Regions from separate parts of the Sus scrofa genome. Here regions 1, 2 and 4 are each linked to region 3. The links are chromatin contacts, called in public HiChIP or PLAC-seq maps. All regions are on one chromosome and are shown on one strand. Each heading gives the region's core, a stretch centred on a gene start, on an enhancer-like site or on the middle of the called end of the contact. The rest is flanking DNA. Distances are from core to core; before and after follow the strand shown.

Region 1 (2,700 bases), core at 20-2,519, 170 kb after region 3:
TGAAAACCTTTTGCAGGTTGATGGTAATTTAGATAAACAATTCTGAACACTACAGTGTCACATATGTTATAGCCTAGTTGATTTTTAAATTATCTACCTAAAACGGTGGGGGGAAGAGTTTAGGGGATTTTCTGTACCGTTAAGAAATGTACCTTGTACCCTACTATGACTAAATTCGGGGAGAAATTACCAGAAAACCGGAAAACTTTTACTCTTTGATCTTGATAAATCTTTTTTTCTTGGCCGCGGGGGAACTATGTGCAACTTCCCGAAAAGAGATCGAACCCGCCCCACGGCAGTCGCTGCTGAGACCACGTGGGATCCTTAACCCCTCTCACCACAAGGGAACTCTGATTTTGCCAAGTCTTCTATCATGGCCCATAAACCATAGTAGAGCAATCATTGAAAAACGTTTCCATTAACTGTTTCCCTTTACTTTTTTTTAAGGGCCGCACCTGGGACATATGGAAGTTCCCAGGCTAGGGGCTGAATCAGAGCTGCATATGCCGGCCTACACCGCAGCCACAGCCACACAGATCCCATTGGCATCTGCGACCGACCTACCCTGCAGTTTGCAGGGCCGGCTCCTTTACCCACTGAACAGACCAGGGATCGAAACTGCATCCTTATGGCTGCTGGTCGGGTTCTTAATCCGGTGAGCCACCACGGGAACTCCTGTGTTTCTTTAAATCAAGTAGCATCCATCCGTTTACAAGCCTTCGGTCCTAAAGCAATGTTTGACCCATAACAGCTGATGAAAAACCTTTTGTAGGAAGGAATGCCTGGATTGAGCGCGGCGGGTCAATCTGACCTCTCTCTGATCCCTTCAACCTTTTCCCCAGGGTAAGCTACGAGCTCAGTCTACAGACAGCTGACTGCGAAGCCTACCCAGGTCTATAACCCTCAAGAGAGCCCCGCGGCAAAGTGAGGGCCACGACCAGCCCTAGTCCGGGCAGCGGCACCCGAAGGCAGTGCACGGAGCCTGCCCCGCCGCCCCCTCCCCGGCTGCGCACTGACCACGCATCGCGCGCTTTCTTGGTCTCCGGGCAGGCGCAGCAGGGCTTCAGCGGCTTCTTCTCCTGCGATTCAGGCGGGGCAGGGATTGCGGCCGCCAGACCCGGCATTTTTCGCGCCGAAAGCTGCAATTAGCTCTGCCACCCCAAACTCTACCGGCCTCCGGACACGCCGATTCGCCCGCAGTTATTTCCGGCAGTCGCTCCAAAACAGAACAGGAAGTCCTGCCTCTCACTCTGACGAACTGGGAGGAAGGGAGGAGGTAAAGAGGAAAAATGTTTTAAAGGGCACGCGCGTGCGCAGAAGAGGCCGAATGATGGCCTTAGTGCTAGGGCGCCTTTTCCGCGCAGGTGCAGAGAGCCCAGGTAAAGTGCAGCGATGTTTGTAGACCAGCATTGAGAGGACCCACAAATGAGGAGACCCGTAAGGCAACTCGGAGAGCTCTCAACCATACACCCAGCTCGAAGTCGAAAACTGAAACTCAAGAAGGTGAAATGACCTGTCTATGCTACAGAAAAAAAAAAAAAACACTAGTGAAAGCCAATTCCTCTTGAGTAACAGACTTAGCGCCCGGCATCTTATGCTTGCCATTATCTGCCTTACTGCCTTCACCACCCCACTTCACCGCTCTAGTTAAAAGTGAGTAGCAAAGGAGTTCCCTAGTGGTCAGCGCAAACGAATCAGACTAGGAACCATGAGGTTTCGGGTTCTATCCCTGGCCTCGTTCAGTGGTTTAAGGATCCAGCGTTGCCCTGAGCTGTGGTGTAGGTCACAGACAGGGCTCAGATCAGGTGTTGATGTGGCTGTGGCATAAGCTGGCAGCAGCTGTGTCTCCGATTAGACCCCTAGCCTGGGAACCTTACCTCACCCACACGCTTTAAATCCTCAGCTAGTTAGTGTTTATAGCTCCCTCTCCAACTGAATTGATTTCCATATGAATTGCCAATCATAGGGCAAATATATTGGTTAGTAAAATTTTAAAATGCCTTTTCATTGTCATTCCTCAAATTCAGTTAATACCTATCCATCTAGGTAAATAAGTAAACTTAGACAGTATTTGCAATAGAATGGACATAACCATTAAGTTTTTTTCCTGCAGAGAATTGTTTGAGGAAGGATGAACTTATTTTTTAAAGCAGGACTTCCAGGCATTGTTAAAATAGCTGTCTAGGGATACGCACTTTGGTTAATCAAACATTGCTTATCACCTAAACCAGCCAATGGTATTGCCCCTCAAGATGGCTGTTTTCTTGCTCTTTGTACATTCCCTGCTCCACCATTTCCTGCTCCACCAACCCCTAAGTGCATGATTGACCTTTCTACATATTTGTCCCAGGCCCCAGCAATGAGATTGTTCTTATCTAAAGAGCGGTGAGGGCAGTGCCTCTCTGCTGGTCTCCCTGGTAACTCATGTGCCAACCTGATGTCAATTCCCACTGTAACTGGCAATCTCCCCTTCCCCTCCAGGAGCAGAGACTTTACCATGTCCTGTCAGACATGTAAGAACCCCCTGGCCATTAAACCATCCATGTCTCTGTCACTGACTCTGGGCTCTTCAGTCATGAAGCTGGGTAGGCACAGGGCTTGCAGACCTGCGGGATGCAGCCTAACACTAAGGTTTGTTTCTGTATTCCAGAGATTCAGCTCAGAATCCTGAGGTGTGTCTGGGAACTGGTGTAAAAGTAA
Region 2 (2,850 bases), core at 65-2,564, 190 kb before region 3:
TTTAAAATTTTAAATATTTAATACTTAAATATTTAAGGAGTTCCCATCGTGGCTCAGTGGAAACAAATCTGACTAGGATCCATGAGGACATGAGGACACAAGTTTGATCCCTGGCCTCACTCTGTGGGGAGGGGATCCAGCATTGCCATGAGTGAGCTGTGATGTAGGTCACAGACACAGCTTGGATCTGGCATTGCTGTGGCTGTAGCATAGGCCAGAGACTACAGCTCTGATTTGACACCTAGACCCATAGCCTGGGAACCTCCATATGCCATGGGTGCGGCCCTAAAAAGGCAAAAATTTTTTTTTTAATATTTAAAATGGCAAACAAACCAAACACATCTGTGAGCCAGATTCAGCAGGCAGGCTATCAATTGTGAGTACTCACAAAGAGAGAAGGTCAAGGGTCAAAGTTCATACACTGTCTTGGTGATACATAGGGAGATAAGAGACTGTGACAGGATTCAGTAACTAAAATACTATACTTAAAGCTTTTTCCAGCATTCTGAGCTCTATGACTGTCTCTACCCTTTAAGCCTATATATGGATTTGAATTTATACAGGAAGTTTAATCTAATCCTCAAATGGTGAAATCACCAGAATTTGAGTGCTTACTGTGTGCTGAGTACACAGAAGTCAAAGAATTTCAAATCTAACTGGAGAAAAAACATGCCCTCCTGAAAACTTGAGACAAATTATGAAATAACCTGAGAGACTGCTTTCTTCAGATTATGTTAGAATATCAGAGTCACCTTAAGTCCTGGTCCCCTCACTCCCACCCCCCGCATCACTTCCATTTAGCAAACTTTGTAGTAATGCCTCTGTGTGTGTGTGTGTGTGTGTGTGTGTGTGTGTGTGTGTGTGTGTGTGTAACTTGAATCTCTAATCAGAAATCTGATTTCCAGGGCAGTGGTTAAAAAGTGGCAGCCTCCATCCCTCCCTCAGCTTTGGAGGGGACTTAGCTGGGTTGGGGGTACTGGGGCGCGGGACAGTAGAATGGGAGTGGTTGGCGAAAACTGCTCCCCGTTAGGTTTCTCCGTTGGAATCCCTGTCTTTGTTTCTGTCATTACTCTTTAAGTGTTTGTGTAGGAGCAGACAGGCACCGAAATAGAAATTGTCAAAGAGATGATGACAATGAAGATAAAATACAAGGGAGGACTTTTTTTTTCAGTCCCACCTAGCCCCCTCCATCCAGAGTGCCAGCGCGCCTCCTCCCGCCGTCTTCAAAGAGCCGTCGATGGGGCAGGAAGCGGGTGGCTCGGGCTGTGGGTGCTCCTAGGAGAGCGGCGATTTCCTCCCGGGCGGGCCAGTTATCTCTAGAGTCGCCGAGCAGCTCTGCGAAGAGCGCGTTCTCTCCCCAACCCCGTACTCCTCAACCCACCCACCTACTTCCTCCGGCTCCATACACACATGAGCACAGAGCTGCCAAAAATTTCCACCCTCCGCCCCCCTCCCTAGCTAACTTCCTTCCAGCATTTCCTGAGCTGGATGATCCTAGGATTTGTAAGACAGGAAAAAAAGGAAGGCGTGAGGGCGGGCGAGAGAGACAGGATGCTTGTTTTTCGTTCTACCAAAGCCGTCTGAAGGCAAGACAGCGCGCGCCGGGCAGAGGACCCACGCAGTCCCCGGGCCGTCTCCGCGCCCGCCGCCGGCTTCCCCGCGCCCTCGGCCACTCCCGGGCTTCGAGAAGACGGACCGGAGAGCTCGCCCTCCCTCCAAAGAGGAGGAAGACAACCGAAGACACCGCGGGAACCTGTGAAAGTCCCTGGGACTCCAAGTGAGGAAGTGACACTCCCAGCGAGCCGGCCCGCCGCTGCCAGCTCCGCACGGCCTGCGGCACCGCGGCCCTGGAGGAGCGCGCGGTGGATTTCAGGCTCCGCGCCCGCGCCGGGCTCAGCGCCCCGCGGGCTCCATGCGCTCTGTCCCGGGCCCAAACTCTTCCCGACGCCCATGCGGCCCCACAGCGCCGCGCCGCAGCCACTGATCTAACCCCCACCCCGGAGACCACCGTCGGCGCGGTGCCAAGCAGAGGGGAGGGGGAGACGGAGGGCAACCTCTTTGGGACTAACTCATGAAGAACAAGGGTGCCAAGCAGAAGCTGAAACGAAAGGGAGCCGCCAGCGCCTTTGGCTGTGACCTCACGGAGTATCTGGAAAGCTCAGGACAGGATGGTAAAGTGCCTTCGCCTACCCCCCTCCCCCCTTCTTTTTGTTTGAGAGAAAGAGGGACTCTCCGAGGGTGTGTTACATTCAATTCACAAGTTAATGTATTCCAGGCTTGTGCGCTCCTTCTACTTTTTTTTCTTTTTGAAGAATATACACAATTCTTGAGGTGCATAGCGCTGCCACCCCGACGTGTAGAGGTTGTGTCAGTCCTTCCGTTTGTGTCACACAAGCCGTTAATGGGCGGTGCTGCTGCAAGTTTAAGCGGCTACCCCTGGGGGCCTGGGGTGGGGGCTGGAGAGATCCCGATCCCCAACTTTGGATGTGGGAGAGGAGGGGTGAGGACTGGACCTGTGGGATGGTGTTCACTGGGCTTCTCTGGGTACATAATTATGACCGCCTTAGGTGTCCCTCCCGGCTTCTCCAGTTTCATCAGCTCACATCTTTTTTTATTAATGTGCTGGAAGGCAGGGGGTGCGGTGGATCCTGGCTGGGGGAGTGGTTGCACAAACATTTTCTGAATTTCTGAACTGATGCCAAATATATAGTACCTCCCTCCCTCCCCTTCCCAACCCCTCAGACCCTTTACCTCCTCTTGGCTTTCAGATTAGCGTTTGGTGTGTCAGACAAGAAGAGTGTTGTAAAAAGGTCAGAGGGCCTTGCCTTGAAAATAGTTTAGGAGAGCGTT
Region 3 (2,700 bases), core at 90-2,589:
TGTAATTATTTTGAATTATTCCTAGAAAGGAATAAATGATGGGTAGGAATTGGCGAAGACAATGTGTATGATTCCTAGCAAAGATCAGATGAAATTACACAAATCAGGAGTTCCCTTCATGTCTCAGGGGTTAACGGACCCAATTAGGATCCATGAGGATGTGGTTCTACCCCTGGCCTGGCTCAGTGTTGGTGATCCTGCATTGCCCTGCCTTGTAGTGTAGGTCGAAGACCTGGCTCGGATCCTTCGTTGCAGTGGCTGTGGCTTAAGCCAGCAGCTGTAGCTTGGATTTGACCCCTAGTCTGGGAACTAACATATGCTGCAGATGCAGCCCTAAAAAAAGGCAAAAAAAAAAAAAAAAAAAGAAACACAAATCAGTTTAAAAATACTTAACATGCGAGCTGTCTTGTTTTTGTTGTTGTTTTTGGCCGAGGTGGCATATGGGGTTCCAGGGCTGGGGATCAGATCCGAGTACCTAAACCATAGCTAAGGAACCAGGCAGGGATAGAACCAGGCTCCCAAGTGCTGCCAAGACACCGCGGATCCTGTTGTGCCACAGTGGGAATTCCTTCATAAGCGTGCATTTTAATAAAATTATACTTTGAAGCATATGATAGCAGAGGCTGTAGTGACAGGAAATTATTGCTGGACTACCAAGCAAACATCTGAGAGAAAGTGTCCTGCCTTTTAAGAAAGAGTAGTTATATGAACCAAGGTGAATAAAACCCATCTTGTGAAGCCCTGAACCGATTCTTCTACATAAAAATGTTCTGGAAATCTGGGTGTAACTGGCAACAAGACCCCTCTTAAAAGCCTCCTAACTTTCTGAAATCGAGAATAGACCTCGCCCAACCTCAGAGGTTTCCCGAGCTATGACAGGGTGGGTTGGGCTTGTAGTTCTGCAAACTGCCTTCCCCTTTCTGTACCCCATTTGTGTTGAACACTGCACTTTCTTCATCTACATTCCTGCTTTTTAAAATAAGCTAACTTCAAACTATTGCATTTGGAGTAGATAAGCAATGAGATCCTGCTATATAGCACAGGGAACTGTATCGAGTCACTTGTGATGGAACATCATAGAGGATAATGTGAGAAAAAGCCTATGTATGACTGGGTAATTATGCTTTACACTAGAAATTGTCAGAACACTGTAAATCAACTATAATGGAAAAATAAAAATTACATAAAAAATAAAATACGCTAACCTACTTCAGCTAATGACCCGGTCTGGTTGCCTGGAAACTGCCCCACACAGTTTCACTGGCGCAGGAGGCGGGGGCCAGACGGTGCAGAGAGCTGTTACACGCCGCCAGCTCACTTCCGGCGAGTCAGCTTGCCACCTCTAAGATCCGTCCCACCTCAAACCGGAAGTGCTTCCGGCTCCGGCTCCGCCCTCGCCCAGCCCAGTAGCCTTTGCCCTGGTTGGGGCGGGACTTCCTGTCTCGTGTGTCCAAGGGCTTCCAAAGTGAGGTTAGTCTGGGAGTGCAGGTCTGTCACGGTGTGTGGCTACCGCTACGGCCGCGAATTTGCTAGAGCGTAGTGTACCAGTATTCGTCACTTATTCTTGCAGTTATCTTCGCTCTTCTCCCACGGCGCCTCCCGGAGACCTTGGGGCCCTGAGCGCCCAAGCTGTCCGGCAGGTTCTGAGGAGACCATGGAGGTGCGGCCGCCGGCTCCACGGAGCTTGCTCTGCAGGGCGCTGAATCCTTTCCCTCGGGTCTTTGCTGCTGGAGCTGTGGCCACCGATTCCAAGGGTCTTGCGGAGGACCTTAAGCTGCCTTCCTGCGTCCCGGAAGCCCGATACCCGGAATCCGGATGGGACCGACTCCGGGAGCTGTTTGTCAAAGAGTAAAAGTGCCTACGGTCTGTGGGGAGGGGCTACGAAGGAGGTGACCTGAAACCTGGGTCATCCGGGATGAAGGACCCCAGGGTGGTGTGATTTATTTTTAAACGGAATTTTGGGTTCTAGTGCTTGTACTCCAAGCTTGTATCCTAACATAGCGGCTAGGTGGTTCTTATGATTGACAGGCCGGTTTTCAGGTGGTAAAGGTGAGCCTCATTGAATGTCAGAGCTTTTAGGGATATTTAGGGAGTAGAGTCTTAGTGTAATTACCTCGATTTTACAGATTAGAAGAATTGGGCCAAGGTACTTGGTGACGCGAGAACCCACATCTGCAGGACTGCAATATTCCTTTTCTTATATAACTTGATCCCAAATTTTGATAGTTTATGACCAATAGCCCTCCTCCCCGGCGCAAAAATGGAAGTTCAGAGATAGCAGAAAGAGTTGTAAAATTTTTATTCTGCTAAATAAGGAATATATAAAAAATAGTAGCAACTATTGTCTCATCATTTTATAAAGAAATTAGCTGGATTCACAAATAAGGATGTTTCAGAATAAAAGAAATAACCCTTTAAATTGAATTAACTTTAATGGAAAACTCACGATAATTAATTTCATCATTGTTTCGTTCATCAATTACTGGTAAAAAGTTTGCCCTTTTATGAAGTACTTTACTATATACTATACTGTGTTATCAACATTGGTTAAATTAACGTCGAAGCTTTATTATGTTGCTGAGATAGTTCAGGCAGGGGAGCTGGTGGAATTGTATTAATTACTTTATTTAGGTTTCATCATCTTTGTTTTAAAGATAAGCCGCCCTTCTTATTGGTCCTTCCAAAATTTATTTGAGATAT
Region 4 (2,700 bases), core at 47-2,546, 210 kb before region 3:
CCATTATTAGACCAGCTAAAGGACCTAGGAGAGGAAAAAAGGAAAAGGTTTTCTCCCCTACAACACAAACAGGCACATTAAAATTTTGCAATTGCATGTGGTTGAAAAGCCAACCCTGCTCTAGAAGATAAAATTCCAAAACGATAAACTGTGGTCGCATTTAGCGTTATCTCTGGCCAGAGAAACGCATTCCAGCCCTCTGGCCCACCAGCTCAGCCCAGGTGCCTAGAAGAGCCCTCAGCCCCTTTTTAAGCCCACTTTCTCAGTCTGGACCCTGAATGTTATTCATCACTATCCAAGATTCCTTCACTTTCTTGCATCCTCAATGTGATTCGCCTTTCTTAAAAGAAATTTAGAAATTAAAAAATAAAAAAAGCAAAAAGTCCCTCAACCTTCAAATTGCTGTTTTCTTCCTCCTCCCTTTCACCACCAAAGGACAGGAAAGGTCTCCCTGTGCCCTGGCCGCCTCCAGGTCCTCAACCCTCACCCACTCTCGAACACTTTGCAATCCAGCACACGCCCACCCCGTTGAGAAGTGCTCTCCCAAGGGTACCAACCCAAAGGCCTTTTCTCAGTCTCAGTCCTCATAGACTTCTTTTTTTTCCCCCCTCAAACCGAGAGTTGGCTCTTATCTAATGGAAGACCGAACAGCAACCGATACGACCGACATAGATGGACGCAGAGCCAGACTAAGGGCAGGTATCCAAGGTACTTTAAAATCCAGTCGACCTCCCCAGCTCTTCGGCCCCTGCAGGCCCCTCGTCGGTATCAGCAGATGGGTTTCCTAGTAGAAACCTTGGTGAAATAGGGCTCCAGGGAGGAAGCAGCTTCTTCACACTGATGCGCCCGGAGGGGAGAGAAGTGCTAGTGGCGACCCCAGAACCTTGAGGTGGGCTCTCGGGGCGGGGGGAACGACCCCTGAGGGCCTACCTGGCAGCATCTCACCTACCATCCCTCCGGCAGCAGAGGGAGCGCCGCGGTGGCCCCGGCACCTGAGCCCGTGCCTCCCTCAGGGCTCGGCCTCTGCAGGCCCCCTGCCCGGCCCCACCGCCCGGAGGAAGGCAGGAGGGCCGTCCCAGGCCCTGGGACCGATCCCGCTCGCCACCCGGTGATGCCCATAGAGCGCCAGCCGCCGCCCTCCCCACGGAATTGCTTGTCCCGGGCGCAGGCGGAGCGGAGGCCCAGCGTACTCACCCCTGACGCGGCCGCGAAGAGCACCACCCGGAGCCAGGGGAGGAGGCAAAAGCTGCAGCAGCCGGGACCGCCCCGCCTCCCGGGAGGCGGCTCCTGCGGGCTGGCTCCGCCTCCCCCGAAGTAGCTGAGGCCGGGCCCCGGGGCCGTCTGCGCGGTCCTATGCAAGCCGAGTCCGATCGACCCAGTAACCGTCCCCGGCCAACAGAAGAAGCACCAGGAGGGAAAACGCCAGCTTATCTTTTGAGTGATCGTAATAAAACCTTATGCCAATACTGCCCTAGGGTCTGCACGCTTCCCAAATCCCATTCTCGTAAATGCTCACAAAACTTTGAGAAGGAGAGATGAACCTTCCCATTTTACGGAGTAGGAAACTGAGGCTTTAGAAGTTAATAAATTTACCTTACATCACCCTGACGAAAGGTTTCAGCTTTCTCAACTGCACAATGTGCCAAATTAACTGACTTCCCCATTTCACAGAACTACTGAGAATATTGAGTTGTGAGAAAACCAAATTTCTTCAGATATTAATACAAAAAGCCAAGACAGAATCATATTTATACTGATGATTTGAGTGAAAAATCATGGAAAGTTCTGCTTAGGCTGGCAGGAGAGCAGACTAGATTCTCTAAGAAATAGGAGATTTTCCAAGAAGCACCCCACTGCAAATGGAACCAACCCTGGGGTCATTGAGCTCTAAGCAGGAGACCTGGGGTTTGCTGAGGGCACACGGAAGATCTCTGCTGGCACTGTGATCTGGCACCCAAACAGGAGAGCCAAACCTGCCCCTTCAGCATCCAGCCAAGACTGTGAAAGAGCACTACTGAGTTTCCCAGTCTCCTGAGGTCCGAGCAGTGGAAACATACTTTATAGGGTGCATCTTCCATTTAGTCCCACAGAATCCAAACAAATACAAATGCACAATCTTTAAAAAAAATCACCAAGCTCCAGGGGCCACACATAATGACAGTGGGCAGGGACTTCTTTTTGTGGCTCAGTGAAAACAAATCTGACTAGTAACCATGAGGATGCAGGTTGGGTCCCTGGCCTCCCTCACTGGGTTAAGGATCCAGCATTGCCAAAGCTGTGGTGTAGATCATAGGCCAGCTGCTACAGTCTGATTTGACCCCTAGCCTTTGAACTTCCTTATGCCAGCAGATGCAGCCCTAAAAAGACAAAAAAAAAAAAAAAAGAAAGAAAAGACAGTGGGCAGAATTAAGACCAAGAGATTTATACTCCCAAAGACATCAGACACTGGAATTGTCTGCTGCAGAATACAGGAGAGCTCTTTTTGAAAATTATTAAGGGGGAAAAAAAAAAAAAGATTTCCCTAGGGGTTATTTACCAGTTACAAAGAGGATATATTATCCATTGGAGAAATCTGGCAGATACCACCTTAACCAAGTACTCAAAGTTAATTTCACCAAACTGATATCACTGTTACTGCATTCCTGCCAAAATGCATAATTGGAATTTAACCATGAGGAAACAGACAAGCCCAAATTAAGG

What was found. HiChIP or PLAC-seq counts read pairs in DNA pulled down with a chosen protein or histone mark.
Region 1: a contact with region 3 is called in an H3K27ac HiChIP or PLAC-seq map of alveolar macrophages. The contact joins the promoter of COX17 here to the promoter of TIMMDC1 in region 3. A contact is called at or near these places in 11 of 47 Hi-C or Micro-C datasets (adipocytes, blood, embryonic fibroblasts and 6 more) and 2 of 2 datasets of contacts at active chromatin or transcription factors (alveolar macrophages and skeletal muscle).
Region 2: a contact with region 3 is called in an H3K27ac HiChIP or PLAC-seq map of alveolar macrophages. The contact joins the promoter of ARHGAP31 here to the promoter of TIMMDC1 in region 3. A contact is called at or near these places in 1 of 5 promoter capture datasets (fetal skeletal muscle), 16 of 47 Hi-C or Micro-C datasets (alveolar macrophages, blood, embryonic fibroblasts and 10 more) and 2 of 2 datasets of contacts at active chromatin or transcription factors (alveolar macrophages and skeletal muscle).
Region 4: an H3K27ac HiChIP or PLAC-seq map of alveolar macrophages shows a contact between it and region 3. The contact joins the promoter of B4GALT4 here to the promoter of TIMMDC1 in region 3. A contact is called at or near these places in 3 of 5 promoter capture datasets (fetal liver, fetal skeletal muscle and liver), 26 of 47 Hi-C or Micro-C datasets (adipose tissue, alveolar macrophages, blood and 13 more) and 2 of 2 datasets of contacts at active chromatin or transcription factors (alveolar macrophages and skeletal muscle).

The regions. Positions count from the first base shown.
Region 1 is chr13:140,582,855-140,585,554 of Sscrofa11.1, reverse strand. It overlaps COX17 (COX17 cytochrome c oxidase assembly homolog), which reads right to left and starts at 1,269. Exons shown (of 3, transcript NM_001348525.1): 1 at 1,018-1,269. The coding sequence starts at 1,124.
Region 2 is chr13:140,946,968-140,949,817 of Sscrofa11.1, reverse strand. It overlaps ARHGAP31 (rho GTPase-activating protein 31), which reads left to right and starts at 1,314. Exons shown (of 12, transcript XM_021070330.1): 1 at 1,314-2,171. The coding sequence starts at 2,072.
Region 3 is chr13:140,757,337-140,760,036 of Sscrofa11.1, reverse strand. It overlaps TIMMDC1 (complex I assembly factor TIMMDC1, mitochondrial), which reads left to right and starts at 1,339. Exons shown (of 8, transcript XM_021070323.1): 1 at 1,339-1,470; 2 at 1,571-1,848. The coding sequence starts at 1,655.
Region 4 is chr13:140,968,157-140,970,856 of Sscrofa11.1, reverse strand. It overlaps B4GALT4 (a long non-coding RNA gene), which reads right to left and starts at 1,296. Exons shown (of 7, transcript XR_001300547.2): 1 at 1,195-1,296.